Linked DNA regions of Mus musculus: region 2 is linked to region 1. The links are chromatin contacts, called in public Hi-C maps. All regions are on one chromosome and are shown on one strand. The core of a region is the stretch at or near the end of the contact, and the rest is flanking DNA. Distances in the headings are between cores, read along the strand shown.

Region 1 (7,248 bases), core at 541-3,040:
TGCTTTCCAGCACAAGCAGTGTCCCTGACTCTACAGAGTAATCAGCTCTCATTTGCCTCACTCCCCATCCCCAGCCTTCTGCTACCTTCTTACTGAAGATAACAGTATATCTCCCTCTTCCCTCATGGAGCCTCAGTTCCAGTCCTAGTGGCTGTTGGCTTGGTGTACAATTACGACTTCCTCAGAGCCCCCTGGCAGTCCCCTGTGAGAGCAATCCCACTGCCCCTGTCGAGGAGCAATGCAGATAGAGTGGATAACTAGACCCTCTTTTCAGCTTCAAACAGGAGCTCAGTGACCAGGAGCCTTTATCCGTTCACTACTGGCCACTCCAGCAGAGGAATAAAGTGATACTAGAAAGCTCTTCACAGACAGGTAATGCCTCTGAAGAAAATGCCAGCAACCTGGAAGGCTGTGACAATGGGATTCTTACATGCCATATAACTATATTGCTGAACGTAACAGAGCCAATAAAATAAAAAAATAAAATAAAAAACCCACAGCAAGTGCTGCTAAACTGACACCAAAGCCTTGGGGACCTTCCTTGGGGGTTCCCTGGAAACAGCTCACACATATTTAGAGGACCATCATGGAGATAAGACCTTGAACTACAAGTATTTTGCTAAGTCAATATATTTATACAAGCATGGGATTTCATGAGAGGTTCCTGAAATAACCCCAAAGGGATTCCTGAATACAATGTACTAGATGGAACAAATTCTGACACAACAAGAAAAACTCTAGTCTATGACTTCACCCAGCAAGTGTGTATTTCTTGTTCCTGCTACTCTTCTAACCTGAGTCTGCTTCTGCTCGTTGCTCATGGTGAACCAGGACTATCTCAAACACTTCCTGTGCAGTACGAATGGGAAAGAGAAAGCCCTGGATGGCTACATCCATACATTAAGGCCTCAGCCCAAATGCCACAGCACAACAGAGGGGCCAATTCAGCCAGAAGCAAAACTAATGTGTGACATCTCAGCAATATGTGTGTGTGTTGTCTATATACACATATATATGCATCGCACACATCATAAATGCACCATGCACAAACACACACACACACACATATACGCATGCACGCACACGCTTTTTATACTCCAAACCCAATCCTGTACGCAGCAGGTACTTTTGACTCTTTTCTCAATCACCTCCAACACATGCTCCATCATGAAGAGTTCAACTCCCATCTACAACTTCCGGGTCAGGCTCAGATTCACTTAAACCAGGGCTAGGGTGTGTGTGGTGTGTGTGTGTGTGTGTGTGTGTGTGTGTGTGTGTGTGTGTGTGTGTGTGTGTCTGTGTGTGTGTGTGTGTGTGTGTGTGTGTGTGTGTGTGTGTGTGTGTGGTGTGTGTGTATATATAGATATATACTGGACATGAGTATGGAGGCCCATGCCCAGGTTCTCAGCAGTGAGTGCAGTGGGACATGCCCACATTCTCAGCTGAGTATGGTGGGACCCACGTTCTCAGCACTCAGGAGGTGGAGGCAAGAAGGTGGAAAGTTCCAGTCAGTCTGGAACTTTAGTGAGTTTGAAGCCTTGTATTGAGACCCTGACAGGAAAGAAATAAAATCTAAAAAGAGAGAGAGCAACTAGAGCAGGCCTTCCCCGAGGCTCCACTATCCCCCACCTGCTTTTTCACCACACTGTGTTCACATTTGCTACGGTCTAAGTTAGTTTGAGGGGTTTTTTTTCCTCCAACCTAACATCAAACATAAGCATTACTAATACATTCGAGGTTCATTCCTGTTCCGTGTAAGGCATGACTTTATGTCTGCTCATGCCTAACACACTGACTGCATCACAGAGTGTAACCTGCATCATGGAGTGTAGCCCTCCATAGCTCAGGGGTTGTCGGAAACACTGTGTGTTTCTGTGAATGCCACAAGCCAACCCCCGGGAGCTTTTGTAAGAGTCCCATGATTTCAACATTATGGAGACCGCTTTCTTCGTCTGATGAGACACTTGTATGTCATGACAACTATACAAATGTCTACCTCTTCTTGCTACAGGAAAACTCATGTGTCGTGTTGCTATGATCCACTCTACATTCCAGGGAAATAAAGAACCCCGCCAAGGGAACAAGAATCTCTAAACTGTGGAATTAAAAGCAAAGAGCTGTGCCCACCCACAGACTGCTTTTCAGAAAGGAGGAAGTGGCCAGAAGACAATTGTACCACTCAGGAAATATGTGAAACACCCACATTTACGCAAGGCTTCTCCAAAGGATGCACGGTGGGGCACATGGCTGCACAGTCAGGTCTGGTGGCACCTGCCTCTCTGATACCAAAGCTCCTCCATGGTAGTCAAATGTTGCCTGGTGCGATTCCTCCGGGCTCAGAATGGGAAGATGGAGAGTGAGAATGCACTGACACACGCTGCAGAAGGGGCTGTGTGGAGAGGGAGTTAGAGATGGTGGCTACCAGCAGCATCACAGCATTCTCCTCAGCCAGGGTCCAGGCTGCGAGCAAAATGTCCTTTTGTAGGGAGAAGGAGCTGTGGGAACGCCACCCCTAACAGTCACTCACTCTTCAGCTCCTGTTTGTAAAGGGCCGCCTAGACTACAATATAGACAGAAATCTATACACAGAGTAAGGCTGCGTTCTATCTGTGGGGGAGAAAGGCAGGAATAAACAGAAAAGAAACTTGTAAACTGGTGACATTATTTAATGAAGTGACCCCTGCTGTGCAAACGTTGGCAGCCAGCACAGAAGGTTCACCTTAGGGAGCCTTCTCACACGACTCTCCTAGTTAACAGGACCTCAAGTCACTAAGGGTGAGGGGTGAATATGGTCAAAATACATTAGAGAAATTCTCAAAGAATTAATAAAAATATATTATTTTGAAAGATTAACCTGATGAGACTGTACGCAAAAGAATCCCTTGTGTTAACAACAAAAAAAAATAGAAAAAAGAAAAAATTTAGGTGTATTTTAGCTAAAAGCTTAAAGTTGAGATAACTCATGCTTAATGCAGATTTTCTTTACTATAGATGTATGTCTATGGTAAGGATAATATATACATACAAGTATTTTTACATGTATACACATATGTGCATATATGTAGGATTATGTGATACATACACATGTATACTTGTGTGTGTGTGTCTGTCCATACACACGTATTGTATCTACAGCAAAGAATACCTGTTATCTGTGTATGGGTATACCTGGAGTTTCAGTTTCATTTCACAAATGGGGATTGTGTTGGGCAATCTCTATTGAGATCAAAGACAAAGACCACAGGAAGGATGGAAGAGCACGGCTGGCTCTCAGGGTGACAGTTTCACCACAGATGAGAGGTGTTGCCGCCTGCCATGTGCCAAGCACAGTGTATGATCCTCAGACCATCTAGGGAGCCAGAGTGTCTCCACACCGTTTTTTTACAAATGAGGAAATAGAAACCAAGGCTGAGAGCTGTTTTGAGGGCTGAGGCCAAACAGGACACTTCATAGAGTCCCATGTTAAAACACTGTGTTTGTGCAGGTGAATCAGAAATATGGAATCCCCAGACTGCCTCTTGGGAAAGGATCCTCTGATCTGTGCAGTGCAGCGAAAGGTTCACATTAATTCAATCAGCCCGAGCCGTCACTTTCAGCCTGAATCCAGTGTCATCACGCTGCTTGGGAGATCATTTCCCATCCAAGCAGTGTCAAGAAGAGCCCTTCCCAAGCTGCCAGACAGCCATGACAACTACCTTCCCTTTTCCACCCTCAGGCATCAGTTTAGTGTTTCAGCATCTGAAAGCCTATACTAGAACTAGTAATGTCCTATGAATAATGATTTATCGACAAAAGACTAATTTGGACAATTACCAGGGGAACAGATTACATTCTCCTCTGAGGTTAATTTAATCACACTACTTCTTTTGTTTGTCTGTCCAGGTGCATAGACACTTAAAACATTTTAGATAGTTCCAAACGCAATGTTAACTTCTCTTTTGTGACGTTTGAAAAAGTACTTCAAATTCCCACTGATTTATAAAGGGGCGGGGTTCAAAAGACAAGAAAGAGTAAAGTAAGACTGGGCTTCAGGGACCCTTTCTGGGAGCTTTGCTACTGGTCTGCTGACTCTTGCTTCTGCTTTGCCAGGGTGTTTTTGTGCCTCCTGCTGACATATCCAGCCTCAACTAGGGACAGGCCCTTGGCTTTGGCCACAGTCCATCTCAGAGCTTCAGAGCCTTCTGGGAGCAAAGCAGGCCCTGCATCGGGTTGATGTTAAAGCTAGCTCAGTTGGGCTCATCTTCCTAACTCCAGAGAGGTTTGGGAGCATAAAGTCCACACGAAGTTGATTTTTATTAGAACCAAACAGATCCTGCGCACACTGCTGTGCAGTCTGGAAACTGGGCCAAACTTCAGGATCTCAGCATTGAAGAGAATAACAAAGGCACAGTGGAGGAGTCAGGTTAACAAGGAAGGGCACTCGAAGCAATAATCCTTCCTAGGACTCTTCTCACCTCGGGCTTCTACATAAATAACAGAGCCTCAAGCGATGCCCTCAAAGGTTGGAGCTGGGCATTAGAAGGAAGCCCCCAGAACTCTGTGGCTCCACTCCGGTTCTTCCTGATCCTGTAACAACCCTGGTCTTTCTGTCCAAGGCCCCCTCACAGGCAGGATTAGGCAATATCCTATTTGTTGGGTGTACTTTGCCTGGCAAAGAAGTGCAGGGAAGAAGGGGATAAACAGAGGACTGGGTCAGAAATTAGAACAGAAAAGTATCTAGGTTGGTGAGGGGAGGGAGTCAGAGGACTTTAAAGGGTTTTTTTTGTATCATTAAAATAATTTATAAATTATTATAATTTATAAATAAAATGTCATTCTTCAATATTTTGTGTTCATGGCATGCACAGGTTTAATGAATTTTCACCAAATTTTGAGGCTAGATAAGACACTGCCCTAACCTTGCTTCAGGCCTGACAATAAGATTGCCTAATGGCATGCATGAAAAGTCAGGCGCTAGCTCAGAGATTCAATAAGAGACACAGTAGGAACCTGGTGTGAGTGCTGAGCAGACCATGTCTTCTTGGAGTCTATGTGGAGGCTGCTCTGATGGATACTGTAAGACATGAACCGAAGTCCACATACCAGGCTCCATAACCAAGAACCATGGGGACTGATTTATTTATTTAATAGATGACCATCCAAGCCAGGCTTGGTGGCGCCTGCCTGATCTAAAGAGCTAGTTCCAATACAGGCAGGGCTACACAGAGAAACCATCTAAAGATGGGGGGGGGGGGGTGAGGGAGGGAGAGAGAGAGAGAATGAGAGAGAGAGAAAGGAGAAGAAAAAAAGAAGAGGAGGGGAGGGGAGGGGAGGGGAGGGGAGGGGAGGGGAGGGGAGGGGAGGGGAGGGGAGGGGAGGGGAGGGGAGGGGAGGGGAGGGGAGGGGAGGGGAGGGGAGGGGAGGAGAGGAGAGGAGAGGAGAGGAGAGGAGAGGAGAGGAGAGGAGAGGAGAGGAGAGGAGAGGAGAGGAGAGGAGAGGAGAGGAGAGGAGAGGAGAGGAGAAATCTAGTCATCCAGCCAAGTATCACCGGGAGCCCACTATAAATAACAACCAGTGCACAAATTCACTTCAGGATCAGAGCAACCAGATCCAGCCCAGTGCCTCCTAAATGACTGAGCAAATGGGATACTGTACTGGCTACAGTAGCCAAACCTTTCTCATCTCATCTTCCCTCCTTCATCTCCTCTGGTGTATTTGCTCGCCTTCTCTGTCTTTTGCCCAACTTACTGTAACTGTGGTAAGAGTTAGAAAGCAAAGTTCATCCAGACACACACACACACACACACACACACACACACGAGGAAGAATCCATTGAGGTTTCAGCTGTGTTTAGAATCGATGCTGGAGGGGGCTGGAGAGACGGCACAGTGGATAAGGGCACTTGCTCTTGCTGAGGATCTGGGTTTGATTCCCAGCACCCACATGGAGGCTCACAACCTGCTCTAACTACAGCTTCAGTAATTCTGACACCTCCGGCCTCCTCAGGCACTGGCACACGTGATGCACAGATATAAATGCAGACAAAATACTCATTATGTGTAAAATTAATAAATAATAGACCTAGAATCAATGCTGGAGGCATTGTGTGAACCCAGTAGCATGTGCTCTGTGTCACTCCCAGTAAGGATCACCAGTGGCCTTGCAAATTAGACAGTGCCTCTTAGGCAGTGAGGAGGTGAAACACGGAGGTCTCTGGGCTCAGCTCTGCCTTTTGTTAGAGGTTTTCTCATTCTGGAATGGTGGCCCATGCAAGCAGTCTGCCTCTAAGCTTTTAACTCTTAACTACTCCTCAGGCTCACCCTCCTGGGATTATAAACCTATGCACCCAGGCCAACTTCAGTAAATGTTTATTTTCTAAAAGCATTTCTTGGTATGACAAAAAAATACAATAGTAGTACAATATAATTATACAAATGTCAGGACGTAGACAAACTCAGTAAGTTATAGAAATTAAAATTTGTAAGTAAACAAGATGAAATTATCCATGGGCCAAGAACGATCTGTAAGGAACTCTCTAGTGCTGAAAAGGGAAGCACTTATGTCTAAAAAATAGTGTTAATCCTCACTTAGATCAGGGATTCCTGTTTATGCATATGTGTGTGGTATACATCATATATATGTCTGTCCATGTGTGTATAGGTGCCTGTGTGTGAACAAACATGCATGCATGTGTGTCTATGATGTGGAGGTTAGAGTTCAACATTGGGTGTCTTTTCTCATTGCTCCCCAACTTATATATTGAGGCAAGGTCTCTTACTTGAACCCAGAGATCACCGATCTGGCTAGTCTAGCTAGCAGCATGTTCCATGGATACTCCGTCTGTAACTCCCAAGCCCTGGGACTACAGGCCAGCCACCAGGCGTGCCTGCAATTTTTTTTTTTTTTTGAGTGCTAAGGATCTGAACTCTAGTGCTCTGTGTGTGTGGCAAGGACTTTCTCCACTAGTCCATCTCCCCAGTCCTAGACCAGTGATCACTAACCCTGATTGGTCATTAGAATCCTGGCACTTTTAAAAATGCCTAGACCCCACCCACAGAGTTGCTGATTCAACTGGTCCATAGTGTAGCTATTGATAGAGACCCGGAAGTCGTGCTCGGTAAACCTGCACAGGACACAATAGCAAAAGGGACTTAATGACAGAGTGTCAATCCCTGTCACTATTAGTAGAAGTGGGAGGTTACTGTCAACTATCTCCAAAAGACTGCCACTCTCTCCTCCTCATTAATAAATCCACTGCAGTAACACTTC
Region 2 (7,254 bases), core at 3,719-6,218, 850 kb after region 1:
CAAAAATTACAGCCGCCCAGAAAGCATGTTGCATTTATTTATTTATTTTAATGTTTATTTCTAAAGATATTTATTGTTAGTGTATGTGTGTGTGTGTGTGTGTGTGTGTGTGTGTGTGTGTTGGGGGGAAACCTACCGCAGCATGGGTGGGAAAGCCAGAGAACAACTTCTAGGGGCTGGTACTCTCCTTTCATCACAGGATCTGGGAATTGAACCTGAGGGCTTTGGGCTTGATCCACAAGAGATGACGCCACCCAAGGTCAGCTTGGTGAACCAATGAGTTTAATTGGGGTTAAAGTGTATGAGTGACTTGCTGACAGTTATTGCACTGAAGAGGGATCCCAGCAACTGTTAACCACTTATATATCCTTGGGAGGGGCAAGACTTTGTACAAACATAGCAGCCCTCTAAGACTCCATAAGGGAACATTAATAGGTGCAAACTTGTGTCACTTGAGAGTGAGCACAGCTGTTCTGACTTCATCTCTCTTAATCACTATCTTTTCATTGCTGTGAAGAGACACCACGACCACAGCAGCTCTTAGAAAGGAAATGATTTAATTGGAGGCTTGCTTACAGTTTCAGAGTGATCAAGGTTCAAGGTGGCAGGCATGGTGCTGGAGCAGTAGCTAAGAGCCTAATCCCCAGGAAGAGAGAGACTGGGCCTGGCATGGGCTTTGGAAACCTCAAGGCCCACCCCAAGTGACACACTTCCTCCAACAAGGCCACACCTAATCCTATCAAAGTTGCTTCTAATCCTATCAGAGTTTACTCCCTGGTAACTAAGCATTCACGTATGAGCCTATGGGGACCATTTCTATCACACCACCACACTATGGATAGTCAGGGTTTCATGAATTTTAAGTCCCATCTTCTCTTTCTTGGTATATCCCTCAGTAGTTGCCAAGGGAGACAAGACAGAAGATATATAGTATTGGAGTCCCAACTGTACTGGCTAATTCTTAATTACTGAAATGTCGGTTGGAAACATAGATGCATCGTACACAAGAACATACACATACAAACGCATAAGCAAGAAAAAAAGTGGGGGGAGGAGGAACACAAAAAAAGGAGCATTAGAGGCTAAGTTTAGGTGACTTGTCTGGGGAATAGCTGGGTCAAAAAGAAAGAGGAAATGAAAAACTTATAGAAAGTTCTCCAGATCTCAAACCGTGGCCCAGTGACAGCATCGTGTATGGAGGTAGAACCCTTGGCCAAGAGAGCTCAGTCTGGGCTACTGAGAGAATTCGACGTTTTTCATGTTGTCCCCTAATTTTTATTTTTAGGACCTTTCTCTGTTGCCTAGGCTGGCTTTGAACTCCTGAGCTCTGGTGTCCTTCTTTTCTTCACCTTCCCAACATGCTAGACAAGACCCCTGGCTTGGGACTACCTCCTCAAATCAAGAGAGGATGGTTTTGTGGTTGTTGTTTTTGCCCCTGTGAGATCAATGATGGTGCCCAGGGCCTTGTGCATACCAGGCAGCCAGAGTGCATTTTCTAGAATTCTGTATGAATGGAGTCTTAAATATATATGTATATTTTTAAAGATATATTTTATTTTTATTTATGTGTGTTTTGTATATTATGTGTTGTTTTTGCAAGCATATGTTCCTGAGTAGAGGTGCCTGCAGAGGGCACCAGATCCCCTGTGACTAGACTCAGAGATGGTTATTGGGGGTGAGAACCAAATTCTGGTTCTGGAAGAGCAGCAAGGGCTCTTAACTATTGAGACGTCTCTCATGCCCCCATATATACTTAATTTATTACTTTTACTATTTATATATTTTTATTATATTATTTTATGTGTATTTTTTATCATGTATGTCTGTATATCACAGGCCTGTCTAATGACTTTCAGAGACATAAAATCCCCTGGAAATAAGATTTTTGAGTCTCCATGTGGGTGCTGGGGATCGAAGTCAGGGCTTTTTGCATGCTAGGCAAGCATTCTACCAACTGTGCTACACCCTCAGCTCCATTTTAGATTATTTCTAGGGTAAAATATCCATGAATGGGATGGCAAGATAGTATGGTGGGCTGTTTTAAAAACACTCTAAAAGCACTGCCAAACTGTCTTTCAAAGTGTGGCACCATTGTGTGTCCCCCACAGAGTTTGAGAACTCCAACATCCCATCTCCTCACCTGAACCTGCCACCAGTCCTTTTAATGCTTTAATTTGCCTCTCTGATAAGTTGCTCACATTTTCAGAGGGTGAGTTCATGACCATCATGATGGGGAGCATGGCGGCAGGCAGGCAGGCAGGCAGGCAGGCAGGCAGGCAGGCAGGCAGGCAGGCATGGCACTAGAGCAGTAGCTGAGAGCTTACATCCTTATCCAGAAGTAGGAAGCAGAGAGAGAGAGCTAACTGAAAATGGCCCAGACTTTTGACATTTCAAAGCCCAACCCAGTGTCAAACCTCCTCCAACCAGGCCATACCTCCTAATCCTTCTCAAAGAGTTCCATCCACTGGAGACATAAGCATTGAACTGTGAGCCCATGGGGCCATTCTCATTCTAACCACCTCCCAATCTGTGCATGTGTATTTGTGCCTAGCTTATTTTGTTTAACATAATGTTTTCAAGTCTCTTCCATGTTACACCATTATTTGTACTTTATTCTTTGTTTGTTTGGACACAGGGTCTTTCTGTAGCTTTAGCTGTCTGGAACCTTCATTCTTTTTTTGTTTTGTTTTGTTTTTTGTTTGTTTGTTTTTGTTTTTTTTTTCAAGACAGGGTTTCTCTGTGTAGCCCTGGCTGTCCTGGAACTCACTTTGTAGACCAAGCTGGCCTCGAACTCAGAAATCTGCCTGCCTCTGCCTCCCAAGTGCTGGGATTAAAGGGGTGCGCCACCACTGCCTGGCTTCATTCTTTTTTCTAGTCATGTAATATTCTACTTTATGGCTATGCTACCTTTTATTCATTTCCAAGTTGCTTGTCATTTGGGTTATTTTTGTTTTTGAGAGGAGAGGAATTGCTACAAATTATACCATTCTGAACATACTAGTGTTGTGTGGACCTGGCTTACAGTTCTCTTGGTTAGAACTAGGATTAGAATTGCTGGGTCATGTGGTTATTCTGTGTTTAACACAGAATTTGGTTAAATTTGGAGGAACCACCAAATTTTTTCCAAAGCAACTGTACCATTCTACACTCATACCAGAAATATTTTCCTGCCAACTCCACACCATTCATTACCTTTCCGTTGTTGTTTTTGTATGAAGTGGTGTCTCACTATGGTTTTGGTTTGCACTTTCCTGATGCTTCATGACGGCAGTTGTCTGCTTTTCTGTACCTCCTTTAAGGGGCTGCCTCTCCACAGCCTTTGCCCATCTTCAGACTGTCGCTTCCTTGTCAAGCGGTATATTGATATATCTTGAGTGAAAGTCCTTTGCATGCATGTGTGTTTATAATACTCTTTTTGTCTGTGACTTGACTTTTTAGTTTTTATGATCTTTTCCAAAAACCAGAAGACTTCAATTTTGAGGGAAACCAATTTATCAACTTTTACTTTTATGTTGTGTTTTTGTGTCCTAAGAAACTTTTGTCTAAGGACTGAAGATGGATCGATCAGTGGTTAAGAGTATTTACTACTCTTCCAGAAGACTTCAGTTAGGGTCTCATCACTCATGCAAGGGAGCTTACAACCTCCAGTTGCCAGGAGACCCACCACCCTCTTCTGGTCTCCTAGGGTACTCATATGGTGTGTGTGTATAATTTAATGTACAAATAAAAGTATTTGAAAAATCTAGCCGAGTGTGGTGCAACATGTTTTTAATCCCAGCACTTGGGAGGCAGAGGCAGATGGATACTTCTGAGTTCAAGACCAGCCTGGTCTACAAAGTGAATTCAGAACAGCCAAGGCTGTAGAGTGAGACCCTGTCTCAGAACAAACAATGGAAAAAGTACTTTTTTTTTGATGGCCCTTTAGTTAATTTAGAGTTTCACATGTCTTCTTACCTTGGGTGGACACAATGACCTTGGCCATGTGCTCATGGCTTGCGCTCACCAATATGATTGACTTACTCACATGTTTCTGTCAGCTACACAGACCAGAACACTGTTCACTTAGCAAGGAGATCTGAGACCATCAACCTCAGCCATACTCAAAACAGGCCTGACTACAGTCGGGGGGGGCAGCTTCTCCTACTCTGCCCTGGAAGGAGAGAAGCCGAGGAGAAGAGAGCTAAGGGCAGTGAGAGAGGTTGGTGGAATCAGCCAGGGGAGACAGGGAAGAGGAGGAGCGAACCTCCTGCTGCCTGAGGAGGGCAGCAGACACTCCCAGGGTCCTGCCAGGCCTGCTGGGAAAGTATCAGGCCTTTGTTCCCAGTCATTTCCCATCTCTTCCTGTCTCTTTGAACTGAGTCAAAGGGCTGGTGTGAGGGAAGTGGCCCCACAGTGGCCTATGGATGGATTTCTGGGAATTATAGAAAATAGCGGATGTTGTATAGTAGAGGCAGGAAGAAGCAGATTTGGAGGCTCTTGTCCTCTGGCCTCAAAGGCCTCTCTGGTCCATCCTGTGGATTCTCTTGGTCTGGCTCACACCAAGAGGCCACCGCTGCGGGACTCCTGTAGCCCAAGGGAGCTTCAGCCTGCTAAAAGATCCTGCTTGAAGCCATACAGTGTGTTAGTGTCCATTAGCTTCCAGCCTGTATCTTCAGCCTTCACCTAATTCTTACCCTCCTCACTCTCACCCTCACCGACGACCTATGAGGAGGCTACCCCAAGTGGCCACACTAGACACATTTGAGACTGTCACCTCAGCAGTAAATTCCTCAAGCCACCAAGAAGCTTAAAACCAAGAGATCTGTGGCCTGCCTTTACCTCAGAAAAGCCACGTGAAAACCCAGGAGGCAGGGTGGGGGCCCAGGGCGTGGGGCCCAGTTTTGTCAGAGGGTCGGAAACAGGATGTGAGCAGAGAGGGGGGTGTGAAAAATAAGGTGGCTTCCAGCAGAAGGGGCCACTTGGCACTGTGTGTTCTTAGCTGTGGAAAAAGACCCTGGGCTGTGTGGGTGTCATCACATCCTGCTGATAACCAGCCCCCCCCCCAGCCTTGCTTGGCTCCCTTTCAGAGCATGGTCTGACCCCTGGGCTTGGGGCAGGGGAGAGGGTGTCTGTTGAAAGAAGGACGGGATGTGACCTTTCAGAGGGTTGAGATTAACTAGTGTTCCTGACTCCCCAGGGAAGCCTGGTATTCAAGGTGAACCTGAACATAAACCGAGGCAGGCAGAGTGGGCTGTCCATCCATCCAATGAATGGAAAAACAGTGACATCCAGGCACTAGCTGGTGTGACAAAGCAGAACTGCCAAGGCCTACTCCCCGATGTCAGGGAGCCCTGGTGGGTGGACATAGAATAAAGCCTAAAAGGGGCAGAACCTAGGCTCTGGGTGGCTCAGGGACAAGCCTTTGATTCAGCCTGGGCATCTGCAAAGGCTTCTGGGAAGAAGTAAGGCCTAAGAGGAGTCTCAGAGGATGGGCAGGTGTGTGTACAAGTGTGTGTGCATGTGTGCATGAGTACATGTGCTTGTGTATGTGCATGTAAGTGTGTGTGAGTCTGTATGTTTGTGTCTGTGTATATGTGAAGGTGAGGGGATGTTGTGAGCCTACAGTGTGTCACCAAGGCCTTCTGCCCGCAAGAGCCCACTCCTTTGACTTACATGGGGTTTTTCTGGCACAGCTTTCTAACCTGGCTTCTCTACTCAGCTGAGGGGTTGAGTCCCTGAAAGTCCCTATAGCTCCCCAAATCACCATCAGCCATCTGATGGACCAAGGCTTCTCACTTGGCTTAACACCAGACTCTCCCATCAGAAACCCATTCCTATTCAGTTTCATATAGAATCTAGACCTTTCTCTTTTATTATTTATATTTGAGACAACATTGTACACTAAGACCTTTTTTTTTTCTTTCTTTCCTGAGACAGGTTTCACTGTGTAGCCTTGTTATTCTGGAACTCATTACATAGACCAGGCTGGCCTCGATCGAACCTGCCTCTGCGAGCGGGGATTAAAGGCACAAGCTACCACTGCCCAGCTATGACCCTAGTTTTGAAGCATCCTTTTTCCAGCTTGGCTTGGGTTTTCTTTTAGATCAGTGGTCTGAGTGACCGTCCTCTGAACCAAACAACCACTATCCTGGGGAGTCCAACTGTGCCTTCTTACAAAATGATTGTCCCTCATGGAGAGATCATGAAACCTCCCTCAGAGTATCCAGTTGCTCCCTACTACCTGTTACATATGCAACTCTGTCTTAATTGATGTGGCCTCTGAGAGGAACTAGAGTATATGGGGAGCGAAGTCCTCATCCCTGCTGGGTAAAGCCTTTCCAGGTAGGGTGGGAGTAGGGGGCAGGGAGTGGGACACACCCTTGTAAGCAGCCCCTCATCTATGGCTTATAAGGAAGTCCATTAAACTCATTGCTTCTCCAGAGTGAACTTTGGTGAGATGGTGCCTCAGTCTGGTTTTGAGACCTTAGGAGAAGGGGTTAGACATTGTATATGTTTCTTTCAGGGAAGGAATTTTAGGAATACGTAGGTATAAAGTCAACATGATGATGATAATGCATTAGTATGGGGCATGTGCATACAAGTTCTCCCACACTTGTGGCTGTCAGAAGTCAATTTGGTGGCACTGGTTCTATCCTTCCACCATGTGGGTTCCTGGGGTAGCTTTCAGGCCCTCAGTCTTGGCAGAAAGACTGAGCCACCTCGCCCTCTCTCATTATCTTCTCAAATAGAGCCTTTCAAGGACAATAAAAATCATTTTTCATTTCCCCTGACAGAGACCATGCTAAGTTGGAAGTCTTCATACGAGTCTCTGCCTTTACACCACTGGTGTTCCAACAGTGTCTTCAGAACACTCCTAGCAGAGGGCCCTGTTCTCTCATCTACCTGCTTTGCCCAGTGTGCTGGCCGTGTGCCTGCCATCCTAACGGGTGACATACTCTTCTCATTCAGTGGGTACACTGACATTCTTTCACACCTCAGCCTGTAACCTCCCCACTCCTGGGAACACAGTATGCTTGATTCTTCTTCACTTTATTGATGATCAGTTCGTTGATTTTGAAATAGCTCACATCTTTACTTTCCTAGTTTACACCTTCTTTCTTCTCTTTAGTTCATATAGCTCCCAAAGTTTGGAGCTATCCTGAGCATTCAGAACCTTAGGAAGTTGACAGAGCCTTTGAAGGCTATAGGAAGGCTCTTTCCTTCCTAGTCAGTAATGATGGAAGCCATTTCCACCACACCCTCCTGGCTCAGAAT

Evidence for each region. Hi-C and Micro-C count contacts between places; a contact is called where the count stands out from the background.
Region 2: a Hi-C map of CD8 T cells shows a contact between it and region 1, with 2.5 times the contacts expected there. The contact joins two enhancer-like sites. A contact is called at or near these places in 2 of 484 Hi-C or Micro-C datasets (CD4 T cells and CD8 T cells).

The regions. Positions count from the first base shown.
Region 1 is chr2:126,464,706-126,471,953 of GRCm38.p6, forward strand. All of the region lies in intron 3 of Atp8b4 (ATPase, class I, type 8B, member 4), which reads right to left. Among named protein-coding and RNA genes, the nearest start is that of Atp8b4, 23 kb to the right of the region's middle. Within about 2 kb of position 1,791, at least 99 of the 459 cell types and tissues checked have an H3K27ac peak or open chromatin away from gene starts, as enhancers often do. A contact at or near this core is called in CD8 T cells, where this site is marked.
Region 2 is chr2:127,309,758-127,317,011 of GRCm38.p6, forward strand. No RefSeq gene overlaps it. Among named protein-coding and RNA genes, the nearest start is that of Gm46762, 22 kb to the right of the region's middle. Within about 2 kb of position 4,969, at least 79 of the 459 cell types and tissues checked have an H3K27ac peak or open chromatin away from gene starts, as enhancers often do. A contact at or near this core is called in CD8 T cells, where this site is marked.